2 separate regions of the Anas platyrhynchos genome follow, and region 2 is linked to region 1. Evidence: chromatin contacts called from public Hi-C data. All regions are on one chromosome and are shown on one strand. Each heading gives the region's core, a stretch centred on a gene start, on an enhancer-like site or on the middle of the called end of the contact. The rest is flanking DNA. Distances are from core to core; before and after follow the strand shown. Region 1 holds the start of METRNL (meteorin like, glial cell differentiation regulator). Region 2 overlaps B3GNTL1 (UDP-GlcNAc:betaGal beta-1,3-N-acetylglucosaminyltransferase like 1).

Evidence for each region. A called contact is a pair of places that touch in the nucleus more often than the background predicts.
Region 2: a Hi-C map of subcutaneous adipose tissue shows a contact between it and region 1, with 2.3 times the contacts expected there. The contact joins the enhancer-like site here to the promoter of METRNL in region 1. A contact is called at or near these places in 4 of 8 Hi-C or Micro-C datasets (F1 follicle, F5 follicle, small yellow follicle and 1 more).

The regions. Positions count from the first base shown.
Region 1 is chr19:6,920,596-6,925,211 of IASCAAS_PekinDuck_T2T, reverse strand. It overlaps METRNL (meteorin like, glial cell differentiation regulator), which reads left to right and starts at 2,211. Exons shown (of 4, transcript XM_027471421.3): 1 at 2,211-2,495. The coding sequence starts at 2,383.
Region 2 is chr19:7,051,963-7,056,578 of IASCAAS_PekinDuck_T2T, reverse strand. B3GNTL1 (UDP-GlcNAc:betaGal beta-1,3-N-acetylglucosaminyltransferase like 1) reads right to left here. Exons shown (of 15, transcript XR_005260235.2): 10 at 1,666-1,734. Among named protein-coding and RNA genes, the nearest start is that of TRNAE-CUC, 61 kb to the right of the region's middle. Within about 2 kb of position 2,103, at least 1 of the 8 cell types and tissues checked has an H3K27ac peak or open chromatin away from gene starts, as enhancers often do. A contact at or near this core is called in subcutaneous adipose tissue, where this site is marked.

The sequences.
Region 1 (4,616 bases), core at 962-3,461:
TTCGCTGCAGAGGTTCCCTATCTCCTTCTGCCCCTCACTTTTGAACTGGGGGAGGCTTAACCTGGGCACGGCTCCGCAGCCACCAGCCCAGACTCTGCAGCCACCATCTCGGGCTCTGCAGCCACAGCCTCTGGCTGTGGTCACTTTTAAGACTCGTCAACTTTGGGCTGATGAAGAACTGTAGCAGCATCATGAAGGCATGGAGATCAGCAGTGCTTTCAGAGCCCCTGTGTTGCCGTTACTGCCCTGGGCCCCCAGCACTAAGGGCCACTCACTGCCTTTTCTGAGAAGGAAAGCCAGAGGCAGCAGCCACTGCAAAACAGCTCGCTCTATTCCAGTGTCTGAAAAGTTCCCAGTTTTCAGGCAGTTTCAAAAGTTCCAGTGTAATGTGAGTGGCTGTCTGGGCACTTGTTTGTTTTAACAAACACAGAGAGTTAGAGTATTGCAAAGGGAATCAGATACAGTAAGTTGGGGGGCATTCAGAGGGTTGCACATATAAACACACCAAGGAATAAAGCAATATGGTGTTTTCTCTGTATGCTTTTCTTTCCAAAGCTAGGGCAGGAAGCAAAACATTCTAACAAAACCTCCTTCTAAAGAAATAATCAAGGCACTGAGCTCTAAAGCCTGTGTCGCTGCACATGACCAGGAGAATAAGGCGTTTTGCATTATTGCATGTTGTCATCGCTTTGCTCAGTGTTGTCCCTGCATGCTAATTACATGTTTACATGCATTGCATCATTTGACATAATTACTGTAATTATGTTAATACTTCATAATCAACAGAACAGTACCTGTAATTTACAAAACAAAAACGACATGAAAAGCTAAACCCACAAATGGAAGGGGATACGCTGCTGAGGATTTAATCCTCGGTGCAGAAGCAGGCAGGAAGCACTCCAAACTGGAATATCCTGGTTTAGCCGCCCGAGACACTTCGCAAGGTGTTTTAAAAGGTATTAACGAGGGTAACACCAAACTGTGAACAAGGCGTAAATGTTTAATACTCATCCATGAACTCTCACCTAGAAAAAGCTGTGCAGTGCCCTTAACAAAGCTGCATGACAGACACTTGAAAGAACAACGGGAGACTAAGAAACTCAGTGATCTGGAAATATTTTAACCCCTCTCCTATCTGTGGATGTATGATGTCAATCTCGATCCCCTTCTTGCTGCTCCGAAAGGAATGTGTGGGGCCTGGCACACCAGAGCGCTGTCTGTGAGCACTGGGATCTTCCCCCCATCCCCACATCTATTTTTTTTTTTTTCCTGTTTATATTGGCCTGGGGTGATTGGTTTTGGGGCCGATTCACCCCCTGCAGACCTCACACATCTTTACTTCTGGTTTCTTGCAGAAGGGCCTCTGCCACGAAGTTTAAGTATCCAAAGTCAACTATGGATAAAACAGGGATATTAAACCAGGCAAGGGGGTAAGCAGAGTGCTCATTAAGCACTGGAGACTTTACACATATGATTGAGCCCTGAGTGCTTCCTGTTGAATGGTGACCCAAGAAGCTTCCAGCAAAGTTATCAGCCAGCACCCTCTGAGGGAACGTGGCCCGGTGGGGATCCCACTACGGGCTGAACCCCCTGCAGCAGCACGGTGCTGCATCAGTCCCAGAACGGGCCAGGTTGGAAGGGGCCTTGAAGATCACCCAGTCCAACCACCCTGCCGAGCAGGATCACCCTGAGGACGTTGTGCAAGATGGCAACCTGGTTGCTTTTGAGTATCTCCAAGGAAGGAGACTCCACAACCCCTCTGGACAACCTGTCCCAGCGCTGTGTCCCCCCTCTGCGTGTCCCTGCTGGCACCCACGGGCGAGGGGCACCCCGGGGGCTGTGCAGGTCCAAGGGGGGGCCTCGGAGCCACCGGGCTCTACGGGCATCACCTTGCCCCACAGCCCCACAGCCCCGGCCGGGGCAGGGGCAGGGCGGGAGGAGGGCCCGGCACCTGCCGTGGGGGACCTGGCACGGCACAGCACGGCCCGGCGAGGCTCGGGGAGACCCGGAGAGGCAGCAGCCTCCCTCTGCCGGGCAGCACACTCGGGGCTGAGCCGAGCCGAGCCGTGCCCACGGGGCAGATGCGGTTCCCGATCCGGCGCCGCGTTTTGCTCGAGCAGCAAGTGCCGGGGGAAGGAGGGAGGGAGGGGGAGGAGGAGGAGGAGGAGGAGGAGCCGGCTCGGGGAGGCCGGACCTCTCCCGCCCCTCAGCTGGGAGCCCGCAGCGAGCCGGGGCAAACTTCAGAGCCGAGGCGGAGCGGAGCGGCGCGGAGCCGGGCATGGGGTAGCCGCTGCGCCCTGCTGCGTTCTCGCCCCGCCATGTAGGCAGAGCCCCCGGGGGCTGCGCCCGAAGCTCCGCGATCGCAGCGGGCCGGGGGGCACCATGCGGGGCGCCCCGGCCGCCGGGCTCCTGCCGCTGCTCCTGGGGCTGCGGCTGCTGCTGGGCGGCGGAGCCGAGGCGCAGTACTCCAGCGACCTGTGCAACTGGAAGGGGAGGTGAGGAGAGACCCCCGCCGGGCTCTGGGGGGAGAAAAGCGCGTTCCTCCCCTTCTACACCCGGGAGGGAAGCCGAAAACAAAAGGGGGCTCGGGGGGGGTGTGGGCGGCCAGCGGGGGCTGCGGGCCGGAGGGGGCTGGACCCCCTCTGCCCAGCGGCGAGGAAGAGGAGGAGGAAGAGGAGAAAGAGGAGGAGGGCGGTGCCGTGCCCGCCGAGGAGAAGTTTCTCCCCGCGCTCATCTTCCACGGGCAGGATCCGGCCGCTCCGCTTTCTGCAGCGGCTTCACTTCGGAGCAGCCCCGGGAGAAACGGGCAGCCCCGGTGCGGCTCCTCCCGGGACCCGGTGCACCTGCGGGGCAATCCCCGGATCCCCCCGGCTGCCCCCCGCTGTCCCCCGATGCTCCCCGGGTCCCCCTGATGCTCCCGGTGCGTCCTGCCGGCTGCTGGCGGTGCTTGGTGAAACCTCTCCGCTCCTCAAGTGTTTATCTGGCGAATTATCTCGCCTTTAATTGCTCGTAATAAGTTTAGCGTCTGTGGTTGGGTCTGGGACCTCCTGGGCTGTTGGGAGTTTTCAGCGGGTGTTGGGGATCAGGCATTCCGTCGGCTCGGAGATGAGTACTCGGGGAGTCCAAAATGTTGACTCCGATGTTCTGCTTAAACCTCAGTTTCCTTAAAATAAAGGCTTGGCCAGCTTGTGTCGGTAAGGTAGGTTGGAGCAGGGAGAGTGCGGAGTGGGGAAGCAGCTGGACTGACTCGCAGCGGAACGGTTTCCTAGCTGTTACTCTGAAACGCGCTGATGCCTGCTATTTACTTTTTCTGAACTTTTTTTTTTTTGTCTCTTGACCATTGAAGTGTAGTTAATCTCAGTGAATCCACTTGAAGGTGAGTCCATTTGATATGGACCAAACCTATTAGTTCTCTGGCAACCTCCTAATTGTATTATTTCACTTTTCCAATCCCCCTTCTACCTCCCCACCCACCCAAAAGCTGTTCCTCCTTTCATCCCGAAGCCCTCTAGCTGTATGTAGGTACCTGGACCTTACCACATGGTTACTGCACCATTTAAAAAAAAAAAAAAAAGTGACAAAACGCTCTGTTCCTGTCCTGGCAGCTTCTCATTTTTGTTCTGTTTTTGCAGAGCAAGCAGTGACCATCCGTGTCACCTGAGCAGGGCTGGAATAAGTAATGCCTTGTGTGTCAGCTAAGGGGGTGATGCTTGAAAAAAAAAAAAAAAGTGAAATATCATTTCCTGTTACTGAGTTCGGGGCAAATGTGTGATGCAAGCTTGGACTCACTTGCCTGTTGTTGCTCTGGTGAGCCAAGCAGGACCGACGATGACAGCTCCACACTGATGCACGGAGGAGGAAGAGCTGCCTCCCTGCACACGCTGTTCAGCTGGGTGCTTCCACTGGTGGGCAACAGTCCTGATGCCCGGGTGGACAGGGGTCTTGGGAGGTGTAAACCAGGCTGGCTCTGGCCTTGCTGGTAGCAAACAGGTGTCTTCAGAAGTGCTGGCAGTCCTACGGGTGTTAAACAGCATCTGCTTTGTCCTGCAGGACTAGCAGTTAAAAAGGAAAGAAAGGTACTTTGATGTACCAATAAATACTGTCTAATTAAGTATTTCAGTGTGGATACTAATAGCTACTTGGGTCAGAAAGGATTTTTATTATGTGGAATATAATGTTCTGAAGTCATGTGATATTTTTTACCTTAACTGTTTGAAAAAAAAAAAAAAAGCGAGCCAAAATCAAATGAATGCCAGAATCAAACCTTTCTTCCCACAGAAAAGTTCTAGGTTGTCTTGTACAGGCAGAATTGAGAGTCTAGTCATCTCCTACAGTAAACCTGAAAGTGTATTCTCACCTTTATATACTTCTATATTAAAAGCAATGCTCTTAGAAGTAGAATATATTGGATGTGATTTTTTTTTTTCCACATTAGCTTTTGGAGAAGTGACCAGCTAATATCCCTGAGTACTATGAAGAGCGTTGCTAGGATTCCTATCCATATCCCTCATGCTTCCAGGGGAGTCTGATGCAATGCACAAAGCGACACCTGCAATTTAAGTACACTCAGTAGGCCATAGCAGCATCTTAATAAATAGTTTGGTAGAGAACTTGCA
Region 2 (4,616 bases), core at 854-3,353, 130 kb before region 1:
CTGATCTGGGCGGATGGTTATGTGTTGGGAAGACATGAGCACAGGATCTGTAACAATTATGCTGACAGTATAACTGCAGCAGTAGTTAGTGAGTCAGTATTCCTGGTCAAAATTCTCAACTTGATTGCTTTCATGCAGCTGAAAGCACTCATTAGCTTCCCAGTATAGAATTTGACTTTACAATTACTCTAGTCTAATCAGAAGCTGCATCTGAGGAGATGCCCCTCCTTTCCCCCTGCCCTTCCAATAGGCCTACTCTCATCAGATACAAGGATCATGCAACCTCAGGGTAATTTGATTCACAAGATAACTTGCTGGAAAACTTCTTATTTCAGGGTTTATTTTCTGCCAGATCAGCTAACTGAATCAACTTATCCTTTAGCCACAAAATTGCTAGACCCAGTATAAACAAAGCAGTGGGAGAGTGTGGCTGAGGCCAGCGAGCAAAGTCAGACCACCCCTGCAGTCAGACTGGCCAAGCTACAACATCAAATTGCGCTCTCGGAAGACCGCACTCCCAGGACCTGACCCAATGCCCAGTGAAACAGAACTGTCTTTTCACCGACTTTTCTAGGGACTGAATCTGGATGAAACTTTACTCCAGATCTTGGAGCTAATTGCTACCACAAAATTAATACTGCAACAAGACAACTTTTTTTTTTTTCTTCTATATGTTTTTTTTATTGCTATCTAAATATCATTCTTCCTTCTCCACGGAATAAAACACTTCCTACAATTTTAGGCTACGAAGGAGCCTATCAGTTCATGTCTTATTCAGGTACAGTATGACTACAATATACAGATAGGTTACAATTAACCACTGAAACTTTATTTTAGTTAGTCATTAGACTTTAGTCCATCATGAGTCAAGTTCCACTCCCACCTAAAAGACAAACTGTCAGAGAAGGCCGTGCTTTACCCCATCATCAGAACCTTTTCAGAGGTTAGAGGTAAAGTCAAATTCTATACTGGGAAGCTAATGAGTGCTTTCAGCTGCATGAAAGCAATCGAGTTGAGAATTTTGACCGGGAATACTGACTCACTAACTACTGCTGCAGTAATATACACGTGTTCTTCTGAGCTGACTTCAGTTAACGTGATGTACTCCTGCCTGTCTGCTTAGACCTGGAAGCTGACCTGTTTTGAAAAGACTTGCCATAATGCTTTTTATTAACATCATTTGTTAACAGTAGAACACAGAGATCTGTGAAATTGTATTCCTTCCTTCTATTTTTTGTCTTCAATAGGATAAGAAGTTTGCTTCAGTAACTCCTCTAACCCATGCCTACTTGTTCTTTCCTGTGGGGTCTAGAGGCATCTGTATAAAACATATTCCCAAATAATCACACTTCATGCTGGCTTAATATCTTATCTGAAACAACAGTACTCAGTGAGAGTTCTTCTGTCCCCCTGCCAGATGAGGCAGTGGTATTATTCCTGTGACGAACACAGGCAGGGGTTCTGGCTCCACAGCTCACACTCCAGTATGAATCCCCAGCTATCTAGTCTCCTAGGCAGACAAAGCCTCCTCACCTCTAATCCCTAGTCACAGCCCCCTTACCAAAATGAGTTATTACAATATTTAAAATTTGTGATATTCTTTCATCACATTTTCCAGAATGATTTCAGATCACAGTAATTAATGCAAAAGTACTTGTAACCAACCTCAGATTCTTCAAAAGTATAGAATCCTCTTGTTATTTTCTTTTCGTCAACATCACAAAATGCAGTTACCTGGCAAAAGAGAAGCAGAACACTTTCATACCATTCTTTGCTGCCAGCATTTATTTCGCCTGTAGCACATCCATGTATTGCTAAGGGCATGTGAATGAACACCACGAACAGAGCAATGCACCATGGTCCTCCCGTGGAGCTTAAAAATATATTAAGTCCTTTCCATGTATTCCTTAATGAGATAGGCAGCGTCTGCAGTTGGCTATGAGCACATTGTGGTTTTGTGAACATGAAAACAGGTGGCATAAGTTACTGTGCAAGAGAAAATATCTATGAGATCATTAACTTCATCCTCAGTGACATGCTGAGTAAATACAAACAGAGACTGGTCTCCTCACTCACGTGGAGGAACACATGAGGAATAAACATTCCTCTTTCTGCCCAGTCCCAGCACGTAACCTCCAAGGGATGCCTCCCGCACGGCACTGCTGCTATGGATCCTCTGGTGATACCAGCCTCCATTCTAGGCCATAACACACCAAGTCGGGGAATTCCTACTTGACCCCTGGAACAGCAGAATTCTCTAAATTCGAATGGGTACTTCACACAGATACACTTAGATCACTGTCAACATCCTTAATCGTGAGCATGGTTTGGGAGTTTTTTCAACTGAAAATTTTGGCAAATTTCTTACTTAAATAATTAATATAGTTGCTGCTGTGTTTTGGTTATTCTTACTGTAGCTATGGAAGCATTATTTATAGCCTTAGTTGCCAAATATTTCAGATTTTTTTAATTTTTGTTCCTCATAAATACGCAAGCATAGTAAATGCCTGCAATCCAAAATACACAGTGTCCTCATTTTTGAACCATTAAGTTGTCAGTAACATTTCGGAAGGCTTTTTAAAATAAATGTAGCTAAGTTTTCCTCTGGCTAACACTGGATCTATTTCTATTGTCTACGCAGAACTTTTACACTGAAGCAGAACAGTTAAGGTATTTAAGGTCTTGCAGAAATCAATTGTTCTGGTGATAGCTGGAGCGCAGTTTTCCTATCTTTTTAATTGCTGCATTAAAAATTGATTAACAACACTTAACATTGAGAAAATTTGAAAAGCCCAACAGCTGTTTATTAATTTATTAAATTAGAGAAAGCTGCAAAAGGCTGGCTTGCTTTCAGTATCTACATACATCTCTCTCCTATTTTCCTCCTTTGATTAAGATAATTTTTGTTTACCTAATGTGACTTTATTCTGTTTGAGCAGAGGGGAGCACTGACACAAGAGCATTAGTGTCACAATGCTGAACTTTTGCATTCCACATTGGTATTTCACTCCCAACAGAGAGAACCATCTGTACAGCCCAGTGGCAAAGCTGAATAGGAACAAAACTGGGTTCCACGTGTCTTCAGTGTGGAAAACAGAGCTAAGGAGCAGAGAGTGGGCAAGAACAGTCCCTGAAACTACCAGGGAATACTCCCTTAGAGGTAGACATTCATACTAAGAAAGTACACTGCTTGAAAACAGGCACCACAAGAAATAAAGAAAGGAACATTAAGGAAATATTACATTTTCACTTTGGGGCTATATGAGTAACTGAAGAAACGAAAGGGAATTCAGGGAAGGACCAGAAGTTCACAGACATTGTACAAGGTCTCTGACTGATGCAGGCTGGGTTAGGCAGTAATAATCACAAACAACTCCTTCATGCACAAAGACAAAGAACTGAGATCTTTCTTATGTTTTCTTTCCCCCCCCCGTGCTTGGATCAATTAATACACTTCACATTCCTCATTCTGTTTTCCCTGACCACCATTATAGTTTATTGTAGTTGAAACATCAGATGGTATGGACTGTAGATGAGCAAGAACTGAGCATAATAAACTACATTCCAAGATTTCCTCTTCATGTCTTTTTTATATATACACATATACACACATCTACATGTATAGAGATACTTAGGTATATGAAGGTCAGCAGGCGGAAAACCTGGTATAAAGAGGGTTACTTAGCTGGTTTGTTAGTTACATCTCTCAGTCCATTAACCACCTTGACAATCCTCTAGTACTCAGACAAACTCAGGTCCACCAGTAATGTCTTACTGTCCTAGAAGCTGTCTGAACAAAATAATTCTGAACAAAACTTAGCAGTTCTAAAAGGATGTGCTTTCAGTGACAACTGAGCAAAGTTCAGGGTATAAATACCGTCTGATGATAATCTTCCAATAACTGAGCCTGTATTTTCAGCTGCTTACACACCTATAGGTCATTTAAAAAAGGAAAACAACTTTTGATATACGGTAAAGTGAAATGCTACCTACACTTTAATGTTAGTAACAGAATTCAGCTGTAAGATCTGTGCTGGAAAGTATCGCACTCCACACCTTCAGGATGTTATTATACACTTAACATGAAACCTTCACTGGTAGGCAGATTTCTTCTTAGCATGAATGGTGCTAGAGAACCAAAACCAGATATTAATTGCAGTATTAATCTCATGCTGTGCCATCACTCATGATACTATGTGTAGAAAATTACGCACTCTGTCTTGGCATGCTGAGGACCCAGCCCCACACAATCCACCATACGAAACTCCTGCTGACAGCAACCGAGTGGAAAAAAGGCTCAGACAGGTAAGTCTGTGACAAACATCCCTTGGAAGACAGGGCTGACTCAAACCTTTTTTGGAGTTACTGCTAAGATATCTCCGCATATAATTTTCAATGGAACCAGCCAGCTTAAATCTGATATCTACAGTACTATAAAAACAGGTCAGACTTGAATGGGCAATTTTTCTGCCAGACTACACCATGTGGGTGGCCAAAATGCAAGACGACTTTTTTTCTGCCACACACTATTTATTTTCCAATTAAGGAAAATCTATGTCTGGAGATAAATACAGGACTTGCACATGGTTGTTTATCCAATAAGGAAAACTCAAGGC